2 separate regions of the Sus scrofa genome follow, and region 2 is linked to region 1. Evidence: chromatin contacts called from public Hi-C data. All regions are on one chromosome and are shown on one strand. Each heading gives the region's core, a stretch centred on a gene start, on an enhancer-like site or on the middle of the called end of the contact. The rest is flanking DNA. Distances are from core to core; before and after follow the strand shown. Region 1 holds the start of ARID3C (AT-rich interactive domain-containing protein 3C). Region 2 holds the start of DNAI1 (dynein intermediate chain 1, axonemal).

Region 1 (6,065 bases), core at 1,395-3,894:
TAGGTAACTAATGCATTCTCTCTCTCTATTCCCCTCAGCACATTCTTGCTCTTCTGCATTTTACTTATTGCCATGTGACACATTATATACTCCCATTCCTGGGATTATGGCCATTATAATCAGGACTTTGTTTTATTTACTCCTGTGTCCAACAGAGCTTCACATAAAGTAGGTGCTCAGGAAGTACGTGTTGGATGAATAGAAGTCTAGTCTGTCTCTGTGAGGAATAGGATGGGGGGCGCGGGGGGAGCTATGTGTGGGTATGAGACAGCCTTTCCTCTTTACCGATGGAGAGAAAGGGAGAGAGCAAACCCAGGTTCCAGGCAGGTTATTCCTCCCCTTCTGGCCTTCCCAGTTGTGCTCTCCTGGCCCAGACCCCAAAGGTGAGTTTACTGTGCTTGATTGATTCTTTTCTTTCTTTCTTTCTTTCTTTTTTTTTTTCTATTTCTTGGGCCGCTCCCACGGCATATGGAGTTTCCCAGGCTAGGGGTCCAATTGGAGCTGTAGCCACCGGCCTACGCCAGAGCCACAGCAACGCGGGATCCGAGCCGCGTCTGCAACCTACACCACAGCTGCAACCTACACCACAGCTCACGGCAACGCCAGATCCTTAGACCCACTGAGCAAGGGCAGGGACTGAACCCACAACCTCATGGTTCCTAGTCGGATTCATTAACCACTGTGCCACGACAGGAACTCCTGATTCTTTTCTTTTTTTCTTCTTTTTTTTTAAATGCTTTTTTAGGGAGTTCCCGTCATGGCGCAGTGGTTAACGAATCCGACTAGGAACCATGAGGTTGCGGGTTCGGTCCCTGCCCTTGCTCAGTGGGTTAACGATCCGGTGTTGCCGTGAGCTGTGATGTAGGTTGCAGACGCGGCTCGGATCCTGCGTTGCTGTGGCTCTGGCATAGGCTGGTGGCTACAGCTCCGATTCGACCCCTAGCCTGGGAACCTCCATGTGCCTCGGGAGCGGCCCAAGAAATAGCAAAAAGACAAAAAAAAAAAAAAAAAAAATGCTTTTTTAGGGCCATTCCCGAGGCATGTGGAAGTTCCCAGGCTAGGGGTGGAATCAGAGCTGCAGCCGCCGGCCACAGCAACGCCAGATCCTTAATCCACTGAGCGAGGCCAGTGATGGAACCTGCATCTTCATGGATACTGGTCGAGTTTGTAACCCTCTGAGCCACAAGGGGAACTCCCTGATTCCTTCCTTTGGGGAGTGGCTGCCAGTTCTTTCCCTTCTCCACCCCTGCAAAGCAATCTCCAAATCCTCAGAAGTAGAATTTCCCCAAGACAATTCCTACCTTTCCAAGAAGGGTCTTAGCTTTGAGGATGTATGAAGAGCAAAATGCTGATGACTGTTGAATCCATGGAGTAGCAGAGGTTCATTACGCTACCTACTCTTCTTGTGTATATGTTTGAAAATTTCCATAATAGAACATAAAAAGAGCTAAAAGCAGAATTTCCTGGTGGCCTAGCAGTTAAGGTACCTCCTTTCCTTTGAGAATCCTGGAAGCTGTGTGTGGAAAGCGGAGCAAGCTAAGCGCAGGAGTTGCCTTGGAGGCGGTGACAAAGGAGGGGCCTTGACTCTGCCCCAGGAGAACCACACAAAGCCCTGGTGGCAGGGGTATTGGAAGGTAGTTGGATCACCAAGGCTTCTTGGTAGGGAGGGGTCCGACTGGCTGCCAGATCTGAAATCTGAGCGGATGGGCACTGGAGTGATCCAAGGGTGTGAGTGAGCAGAACTGAAACTCAGTGTGGCCAAGGGTGGGCCAAAAAGAACAAAGACTTGGTGCCACAGTGGGAGCTGGGCTGGGGACAAGGGTAGAGGCTGAAGACAGGAAGAGCAAAGGGATGTCATCCAGCACAAGTCCTTGTAAGAAGAGCTGGTGGGGAGTTCCTGCTGTGGCTCAGTAGAAACGAATCTCACTAGCATCCATGAGGACGAAGATTTGATCCCTGGTCTCGCTCAGTGGGTTAAGGATCCAGCGTGGCCATGAGCTGTGGTGTAGGTTGCAGATGCGGCTCGGATTCCACGTTGCTATAGCTGTGGCGTAGGCTGGTGGCTACAGCTCTGATTAGACCCCTAGCCTGGGAACCTCCATATGCCAAGGGTGTGGTCCTAAAAAGACCAAAAAAGAAGAGCTGGTGGTTCAGACCAAGGCAAGCACAGTCTGAGAGGAGCCTGGGTGGAAGAGGGTGGAGGAGAGAAGAGTCAAAAAGTCACACCTGAGTTTCTGCCTATTAGAGGAATCTTGGCCCTGAGACCAGTGTGCTTCCCTGGATATGAATAAGTTCAGGGATGCTCCTTGGTGCTGAGTTTCACGAAGCAGAGTTTCACACCCATGCCAGGCATTATTCCTACAGAGCATTGCCTTCGTGTTACCCTCAGTGCTTTTTTTTTTTTTTTTCTTTTTGCCATTTCTTGGGCCACTCCCGTGGCACATGGAGGTTCCCAGGCTAGGCGTCTAATCAGAGCTGCAGCCGCCGGCCCACGCCACAGTCACAGCAACATGGGATCCAGGCCACGTCTGCTCGAATCCCAAGTTGCTGTGGCCCTGGCATAGGCCAGTGGCTACAGCTCCGATTAGACCCCTAGCTTGGGAACCTACATATGCCAAGGGGTGCGGCCCTAGAAAAGACCAAAAAAAAAAAAAAAAAGACCAAAAGAAAAAAGAAAAAAAAAATATCCATAATAGAACATAAAAAGAGCTAAAAGCTGAAGTCCCTGGTGGCCTAGCCGTTAAGGATCGGTGTTGTCACTGGTGTGGCTCAGATCTGGTCTCTGCCCAGAAACTTCCACATGCCTCCAGTGCCACCCAAAAAAAAACTGTGTGGCTCTCTATCTGCAAGTGGAATGTGTACCCTGCTGCTGGTGAGGAATCAGCTCAGACACCTCTGAGTGTGTGGATGCAAAAGTGATTCCCCCACCATGTTCGCATATTGTGCAAACTGCAGCTCCCAGGCAGGCAGTTGGGGGCAGCACCTGGACAGGGGGAGACGCTTCGGTTCCCTCGGGCCTTCCACACTCACCCAGGTACCCTGGGTGGTACCTGGCCTTACCCCTGCAGAGAGGTACACCTGGCCGTCACATCCTGCCCAGGCCATTGGCGCTATAGTGTCTATGTAACCAAGTATGTGAGTCGGGGCAGCTGTGTACCTTGAACTTGTGACAGCGTGTGTTTGTGTATGAACACAAATGTTTGTGTGTGGATGCCGGGCACTGAGGGAGGGTGTTGTGGGGGCCTCTGGACCTATGAGGCCAGGCGGGGCCCTAGTCCAGAGTTCAGGGGTGGTGGGTGCCTCACTCTCCTTTGCTCTCCAGCGCCCCCTCCCCCGTGAAACTGGCTGTGAGGAGGGTGGGAGACACCTGTTGGGGGCCTGGGAGAGGCCAAGCCCACCCGGGCCTCTCCTCCACCCCGCGCCCCCGCCCGCCCTGCCGGGCTCGGGTCCCGCCCCCGCGGCCGCCGCCAGCAGAGCAGCGAGTGAGCGCACCGCGGCCGGAGAAGCGCACCGCGGCGGCGGCGGGAGCGCAAGGTGGGGGACCCCGCACAGGGAACCGAGCCGAGAAGGGGACGCCCGAGAGGCGGGCGGAGCAGAGGGAGCGCCGTGGAGACACCGGGGACAGCGGGCCGCGCCAGGCTGGTGAGTGTGGCCGCGGGGAGCCAGAGAGCGGGCGTGGAGACCCTGCCGTCCCTGTCCCGTTCCGGGCTCTGCCCCCGGCAGGCATCCTGTTCCCGCTCCTCCTTGGTTCTAGTCCTCTGCGTCTCTGCCCCGTCTGTTTTCTGTCCCCCTCTATTTTACTGTCTCACCCTGTCTCTTTCTAATCTTTCTTCTGTCTCTGTCTCCTGCTGCTTCGGTCTTTCTCCGTCTCTCTCAACCCTGGTCTCACTGTTTCTCTCTGCCTCTGTCTCTGTCCCTGGACCGCTTGTCACTCAGGTCTTTGATATTTTTCTCTTGCTCCTCCATCTCTTACCTTCTCTGTCTCTCTACTCAATCCATCTGTCAATCTCATCTCTCCCTATCTCTGCTTCTCTCCACAGTGGTCCCTCTCAGTCTCTTGTCTCTCTCCATATCTCTGTCGCATCTCCATTTCTATCCCTGTATCTCCCTGTTATTGTCTCTCTTGGATCTTCCTCTCTCCTCCATCTCTCTCTGTTTCTCGAGCCTCATCACCCTCTTTGATCTGCTCAGTCTCTATCTGTCCTCAGTCAATGCCCATTTCTGTCTCTTTGGGTCTTGTCTCTGTCTCTCCTGCTGGCTTTCTCTCTGCCGACGACCTCTGGGAGAGCTCTCTTTCCGCCTTCTTCCTTATGGTCCTGCTGTACCTCCCTGACTCCATGACTGCCACCTCTTATGCTGGGGGTTGTGGGGGAGCAGGGCCCCAACACCCGTAATTCCCTCCCCCACAGGCAGCCCTTTCCTCAGGGCCCCGCCTGGTGCCAGCACCCCCAGCAGTGGGGGGACTGCGCCTGGAAGCTGTAATGGAGGCCCTGCAAAGACAGCAGGCGGCCCGGCTGGCCCAGAGGGTGGGGCCACTGGCCCCTCCACGCCCACCACCACCACCACCACCACGACCTTCCTTTCCTGGCACCCGGACCCTGCAGGCCCCTGAGGGGGGCTTGGGGAAGGTTGGAGCTGAGGAAGAAGAGGATGCTCAAGAGGATGAAGAGGGAGAGGAAGCTGGGCCAGAGGATGAGGCAGCCGAGGGGGAGAGCCATCCAGGGACCCAGGATACCAGCTCACCTTCCAGTCAGCCCCCTGGACCTCATCCCCATGAGTGGACCTATGAGGAGCAGTTCAAGCAGGTAGGACCCTCTCAGCATCAGGGGACCTCCCCCTTCCTACTCTCTGGGCAAAAGCAGGGCAAGGTGATGAGTAGCCCACCGACCCCCACTGCGTTCTGCAGGATGGAAAGACAGAGACACAGAGGCCTGGAGAGAGACAGTGGGAAGACTGAAGGATAGACAGGGACAGGGATGGGGAGGGAGAGACACATCGAGACACAGAAAGAAGTGCATAGACACACACTAAGAGGTGCAGGAGACGCCCAGAAACATGGAGGCCGACAATCTGGAGGTTCTTGGTGAGGCTGGAAGGGAAAGTGGGAGGGGTATAGGAGCCTTGAAGAATTCCGAGGGAGGGGGATCTGTGAACTGGGGATTCCAGTGCCAGCGCTACCCTACTTTCCCACACATCAAGTCACAAGGTCATATTCCAGTGACCAGTGGGGGTGTTGTGGGCTGCCTACTTCTGTCTTTGAAGCAGAATAGAGAGATTGCCACTCCTTTGGCAAGCTGATACCCCCCTCGACTCTTCCTCGTCGCATTCTTCCCATCCAAATCCTCTTGCTGGCCTGAGTTCTATGGCTGACAGTTCCCAGACTACGATGGCCACTACAGCCGCAGTGTGACTAAAGGGCCCCCGTGCAGTTGGGAGTGACAAGATCGTACTCACAGTGCCTTAATTTGAGGTTCTTCATCCCTGCAGAACCCATGTGGATGTTATTCTAGGCACTGCTCTAGGCTGTCATTAAGAAGGTATCACGCAGGGCTGTGATTCTAGGTGTGCTATTCTGGTGGTGTTACTCGTACAGTGTTGGCTTTGGGTCATTTCCAGAAGTGTTACTCTGTGGGTAGTTATCTGTGGCATTAGTGTGAAACTGGGAGTGTTACTCTGGGCTCTGTTACTCTGGAGATGTGGCTCTAGTGACTGTTTCTCCTGGATATATTCTGGGGATTATTACTTGGAGAATGTGTGTGTTATTTGCATATATTCATCTAAGACTTAGGGTCCACCCTGGTGGCTCAGTGGGTTAAGAATCCGGCGTTGTCACTGCTCTGTCTTGGGTCACTGCCATGGCAGGGATTCGATCCCTGGCCCAGGATCTTCTGCATGCTGAGGGTGAAGCCAAAAAACAAACAAACAAAAGTAGATCTTTCGGGTTTGTTACTTATGGGTGTTTTTTCCCCCCTCGTTTTAAAATATTTTATTGAAGTATAGTTGATTTAAAATCTAATGGGTGTTTTTTACTCTCAGAGTTCTTATTGGGGGATGGAGTGTTACCT
Region 2 (6,065 bases), core at 2,455-4,954, 180 kb after region 1:
TTCAACACCCAGCTCTTAAGGCATGGGTATGTGTATTTCACATTTGAATCATTCATAGTCCTACTACCAAAGCAGATATAAACAGGAACCCAAAAAGTGGGCTTCTCCAGTGACATTTCCTTGTTATCACTCCCCACTAGTCTCCTGATCCTAGGCTCACCCCTTTCTATCCTTCAAACTCACTCAGATTAAAATTTCCAAAGAACAACTCAATATTCAGAATTCAAAGTTTTTTTTCTTTCAGAATTTAATCTATTCCAGTAATTGTGCTAGGTTCGGGGGAATGAATGGCGAATGAGACAGACATGATCCTTGCCATCACAGAATTTATCACCCTGTCCTGACTCCAGAAAGGGGATTTAATCCCTTGGAGGAGAATATTATGGGCAAACTGAGACAGTGATATATGAACAGGAGATGAAGGAGGGATTTAGGGTAGAGTGGAATGGTGCAGGGGGCAGCAGACAGAAAAGACTATACCAGGCAGGCAGAGGAAACAGTGATTTCAAAGACCTAGAGGAGAAAGACAGTGTGGATGTCACTTTCCAGGAAACGAGGGCAGTTCAGTGTGCTGGGACTGTGGGATCATCACAGAGTGACAGCGAGATCCAAAGTAGAGTGGGTAGCCAAGGCTAGACCTTGGCTTGTATGGCTTGTAGGCCATACAAAGCAAGTTGAACTTTTGGGACTTTATCCTGAGGGCTAAAGGGAGTCAATAAAAGGTCTCATGGGCAGTGCAACATAAACAATGGGGTTTAAACTCTTCTCTGTCTTCTAACAAATCCAAATCCTGGGAGTTCCCATTGTGGCTCAGTGGTAAAGAACCCAACTAGTGTCCATGAGGAGTTCCCAATATGGCACAGCAGAAATGAAACCAACTAGTAATCATGAGGTTGCGGGTTCTATCCCTAGCCTCGCTCAGTGGGTCAAGGATCTGGCATTGCTATGAGCTGTGGTATAGGTCACAGATGCAGCTTGGATCCAGCGTTGCTGTGGCTGTGGCGTAGGCAGGCAGCTGTAGCTCTGATTTGACTCCTAGCCTGGGAATGTCCATATGCCACAGGTGCAGCCCTAAAAAAAAGACAGATGACAACAACAACAACAAACACTAATCCTGACCTTCCCTCTTCACTGTGGGCATCCAAGTCATGGTTCCTCCAGCCCTGAAGATTTTGTGCTGATCCACGCTTCACCTCTCTCTCTCAGCCTCAGGGATCCCATCTCCCCTTATCTTTGTATGCCTGTGTTCTGTCTCCCCCACTGCACTGAGTTCCCAGAGGACAGGGACTTCTTAAGGCTCTCAAGGTTGTCCCACACCCAGCTCACCACTGACCCAGAATGGGCCTTACTGAGACAAGTGGGTGTTGAATACAACCTAGCACAATCCAGTTTTTCCCTCAAACCTTACACACCAGTATTTATGTTCTAAAACAACCCTTCCCTTCAAGGGGCAGTGCTGATGTGTGCAAGGGCAGTTGACCCCCGTTTCTGTTTCCTGTTGCAGTCACCTCTCTTTGCTCTCGGTTTACCTAGCCTCTAATATCTCCTCTAAGGGGCTGGAGAAAGGATTCCCAAGCTTGTTCAAACAGCAAGTGCTAGAAAAATTTAATCTGTAGTGACAGAAAGCAGAGCAGAGGTTACCTGGGGCTGGAAGGTTGGAGGAAAACTGCCTGGGATGAGGCACAGGGAAATTTTTTGCGGGTAGAGGAAGTGTTCTATAAATTGATGGTGGTGGTGGTTCACAAGCACATAAATTAGTCAAAACCTGTCAACATGTATAACTAAAATAGTCCACTTCATTATATGTAAACCAGGCCTCAGTAATGCTTATTTTAAAAAACCTGCATGTAAGAGTTCTCTTGTGGTACAGTGGGTTAAGAATTTGGTGTTGTCATTGCTATGGCTCAGGTCACTGCTGTGATGCTGGTTTGATCCCTGGTCCAGGAACTTCTGCAAGCAACAGGCATGGCAAGCAAGCAAGTAAATACATACATACATAATACATATGTACATACATACATAAATACATAAAACAGACAAATAAATAAAGCTGCAAGTAAATTAAGAGTCAGTAAGCCTGGGAATTCCCTTCATGGCTCAGTGGTTAATGAGCCCGACTAGGATCCATGAGGATTTAGGTTGGATCCCTGGCTTTGTTCAGTGGGTTAAGGATCCAGTATTGCTGTGAGCTGTGGTGTAGCTCTCAGATGAGGCTCAGATCCCACGTTGCTGTGGTTGTGGCATAGGCTGGTAGCTGTAGCTCTGATTCAACCCCTAGCTTGGGAACCTCCACATGCCACCGGTGTGGCCCTAAAATAGCATAAATAAGTATACAAATAAATAGTTGCTAAGCCTGAGTACAGTACACGAGCTGCAAACACAGTTTAACCCCAACATTAAACTATGGCAAGGCCATATGGGAATAGCATCCTCCCCATGGCTGCAGAGATCTAAGAATGATGGGTGCACCTGCTACAGAAGGCCAGGTGAAAGAAGCAAAGGAACAAAGGCTAACATGGAGGAGGCCAGACCAAAATATGTAAAGTCACAAGCAGCATGCACATAGATTTGCTCTCCAAACCTCAAAACACCCAGGCCTGAGTGATGGAAGTTTAGAATCAATAAATAGAAGCTCTGCCTCAAAAAGCCAGAAGCTGCATATTAGTCCCAAGGTGATAAATTCATAAAGAGTTTGGAAAAAGTGACTCTTGTAGGACTGCATGGCTTGACCACAGAGGCTCCTCGAGAAGCTGGGCTTTACCTCTCCTTCCAGGGTGAAAGGGTCACCTTGGGTTTCCTGGGAGAAGGGGTGATGACTTTCCAGGTGGCAACAAGGACAGTTTGGAGTGTTCAGCACGTGAATGGGGACAGGAAAGGGGTCTCTCGCCTCTTCCTCTTTCAGTGAGCTCTCTCTCCTTATGAGTCTCCAAACACAGAAGATCTAAACCAAATGCCTGCACCTAACCTCTGTGTCTCTCATGCAGTTCTCCCAAACTCCCTCTGTGAGCTCCCAAAGGCCTGTGTCTCCACCTAGCCCAGCACGGAGCACATAGCAAAGGGCTGAAAAAATAATTTCTTTGGGAGAAGAATGTGAGGGCAAAGAGGAACATATTGGGGGCGGGGGGAGGGGTGTGCTTAAGGAGGATGGGCTGCTCTGGAGGGGTCTGTGGAGTGAGGAAGTGCAATGGTGAGAGGACAGGTCAAAGAGTGGTGGGAAACAGTGGGTCAGGGGCAGTGTGAAAGAGGAGGCTAAGAGTAATGGAAGAGAGCTAGTCTGGGGACACAGGCCAGGGGTCACAGGGAGAGAGAAGGTTAGGGGTCAATAGGGAAAGGAAGATGAAGGATCAGTCGCAGAGGTATGATCACTGGTCACTGGCAGCGAAGGTCAGAGGTCACTGGGATAGAGCAGGTCTCGGTGTGTGTTACCTGCTTATGAGGCGGCTGTTTGTGGGGCATCTTCAAAGAAGCAGGAAGCACCTCAACTCCTGGAGCACCTACAAAACGCTCCCTCGCCTGAGGACAAGAAGACTGTCCGTTCCCTCAATCATGCACAGGAAATCCGGATTCTCTTTCACTTCAATTCCCAATCTCAGGGGTTCTTTGGGGACAACTGTCGCTGTGGGTCTCCGTGCCCTTGCAGAGTGGAATCGGCTCCTCCCTGACGCGGTTACCCAGCAACCAACCGGCAGCCAAGGCGCAGGCGCCTCCGACGCCCCCTCACGGCTGGAGGAAAAGGCGGGGCTGGGCGAGCAGGGAACCCCCAGCTCCGCTAAGCCCGGCCCCCTCCGTCAAGACTCGACTCGCTGCCCTGCGATTCGGAACTCCTGCATGTGGGAGGGGCTAGGGCCCCAGATACCGCCTCCTCATGAATAATGCAGACTTCAGGCGGTGTCCCGGACCCGGAAGTGGAGTTGCCGAGTCACCGCAGTGGCTGAGCTGCTGACAGGAGGCGGCGGCGGAGGAGGAGGCGAGGCAAGACCTGCGGCTCTGCCGGGCCACAGTCGCTGTAGTGCTAGGCGAGTCGACGGAGCCACGCCGGCCTCAGCCCGCCTGCAAACCTCCCGCCCCGCGCTCACCCCTCCATCTGCCCGACTCATCCGGGGCGGCCTAGTCTGCACCACCCACCAGGCTCCTTGGGGCCGCCGCCCCGCGCGGTCCCGTCGGCGTCCCTGGCCGCGCCCGGCCCCTGGCCCGCTCGCCCACCGGCACCATGATGGAGGAGATCGACCGGTTCCAGGTGCCCACCGCGCACTCGGAGATGCAGCCGCTGGTGAGGGGGCGGGCGGCGGGCAGGCCAGGGCCGGGAGGGGGCGCTGCCTTGAGGAGGAGGGAGGGAATCAAGCCTGGGGGACAGTGCGGAGAGGGCGCCTCGGATGGGGCAAAGAGGGCCATGAAAATGCCTCTCCGGGGGAGGGAGACTTGCAGGACAAGAAAGCCGTGGGAGAATACGTGGGATGATAGCAAAGGGGCCTGTAAGGGCGGAGAGCACTGTCAGCGAAGGCAGGCCAAGGGAGCTACGGGGAGTGCCGTCGGATGGAACCGAGCGGGGGCACAATGGTGCACACCGTTAGTGGAGGCCCATAACGGGGGAAAGAAGGGAACTGTCATGGGGCATCGCCGGTGGCAGGCCCAGGGGCTGTGGTGAGAGGTAGGGAGGCGTTTAGACCTAAAGGCCTGTGATGCTCAGAGCGGGGGATGGGGCCAGCGAGCAGACAGTCTGAGGGACCCGAACTGGTTTGTAGAGGAGGAGGGGCCTGCCCGCCAGTTCACTGGCTATGTATGGGAACGCGGGGACTGACCGTGGACCAGTGGGAGCAGGGGGAGAGTCCATGCAGGACCCCGGAATTTCGTTCTCCGGAGGAGAACGTGGTCAATCTAGCCTGGGGGTGCTGGAGCCGGGAAGGAGAGAGCACTGTGGCAAAACAGAGAATCCGGGGCGCAGATGAGAGAGCTCGGGAACCGGGGGAGAGGGGGCGGGGCCGCTCTGGAGCCGCTTGTGCCCACCGGTTCGGGAGAGCCCCCAGCATCCTAGGCCTACGTGCTTAGAGTCCTTGCTGGGCGCCGATCCTGCAGCCTGTCCGCTGCCCGGGAGTCAAGGAAGAATGATGTCATCGCTGCCGGCGCACAGGGAATGGAAGGGGGAGGGCGATGCACGGAGGCCGGCCTCAGGGAGACGGTACCCTCTGACCACCGACCGCTCCCTGGGGCCACCTGACTGGCTTGTCCACCCAGTGGGCGGGAGACGCCGAGGCCTAGCCAGCTGGTATAGGGAGAGGGGGAAGGGAGGGAGTGCCTGGCTCTATTCTCTGCCTTTCCTTCTCCTTTTCCACTTGGAACCCAAGGGGGAACTGGAAGAGGGCAAGGCAGGCCAGGAACCTGAAGGTGTGCAGGCCCAATTCTCTTGAGCTCAGCTGGAGCTCAGCAGAGCTCTCCAGGTTTTGAAGATCTGGGGCTCCCTAACCCTCTTCCCTCTATGTTAGGTGGAGGTAAGGAACAGGTTCTCACCTTGGGCCTCCCAGGCCTCTGGCTGACAGATGTGCTCTGTGGCTTTCTGAGCAAATACCTGTCCATTACAGCAGCCAAAGCAGACCTTGGCAGGGACCCATGACCAACCCTAAGCGCACCTTTTTGAGGATGGTAGGGAGAATCATTAGAGGCCACCTCACAGGAGATAAGTGGTTTTCCTTCCCTTTTGTGACTGCTTAGACAGTTCTAGAAGCCCAAACAGAGTAGCTCTGCAAAAAGGTACAACATTACACTGGGAGAGAGATGTTGCTGGACTTTATTCCTAGCCTGATAGCATCACTGGATTGTGTGAGGGCCAGAAAATCCTGGTGAGAAGCCTGTCCCATGAACTTGAAGAAGAACTTGAGGCTGGGCTAAGAGAACTTTCCTTCCTGAATTATCTTTCCAGTCAACTCTGGCTTGTCAAACTAGATTGCCCTTTCAGTTCTAAGTATCTAATCAAGACTCAAAAGGAAGGGCAGATGAAGGAGGAGGTCCGAGTGAGTCAGGAGAAGAAAGCAGTGAATTGGTTCTTGCCTCTCATCCGGGGTTCCTAAGAA

Evidence for each region. Hi-C and Micro-C count contacts between places; a contact is called where the count stands out from the background.
Region 2: a contact with region 1 is called in a Hi-C map of epiblast stem cells, with 3 times the contacts expected there. The contact joins the promoter of DNAI1 here to the promoter of ARID3C in region 1. A contact is called at or near these places in 1 of 47 Hi-C or Micro-C datasets (epiblast stem cells) and 1 of 2 datasets of contacts at active chromatin or transcription factors (alveolar macrophages).

The regions. Positions count from the first base shown.
Region 1 is chr10:32,168,589-32,174,653 of Sscrofa11.1, forward strand. It overlaps ARID3C (AT-rich interactive domain-containing protein 3C), which reads left to right and starts at 2,645. Exons shown (of 12, transcript XM_021064675.1): 1 at 2,645-3,642; 2 at 4,410-4,805. The coding sequence starts at 4,482.
Region 2 is chr10:32,351,740-32,357,804 of Sscrofa11.1, forward strand. It overlaps DNAI1 (dynein intermediate chain 1, axonemal), which reads right to left and starts at 3,705. Exons shown (of 20, transcript XM_021064678.1): 1 at 3,427-3,705. The coding sequence starts at 3,456. It overlaps FAM219A (protein FAM219A), which reads left to right and starts at 3,889. Exons shown (of 6, transcript XM_013980170.2): 1 at 3,889-4,270. The coding sequence starts at 4,211.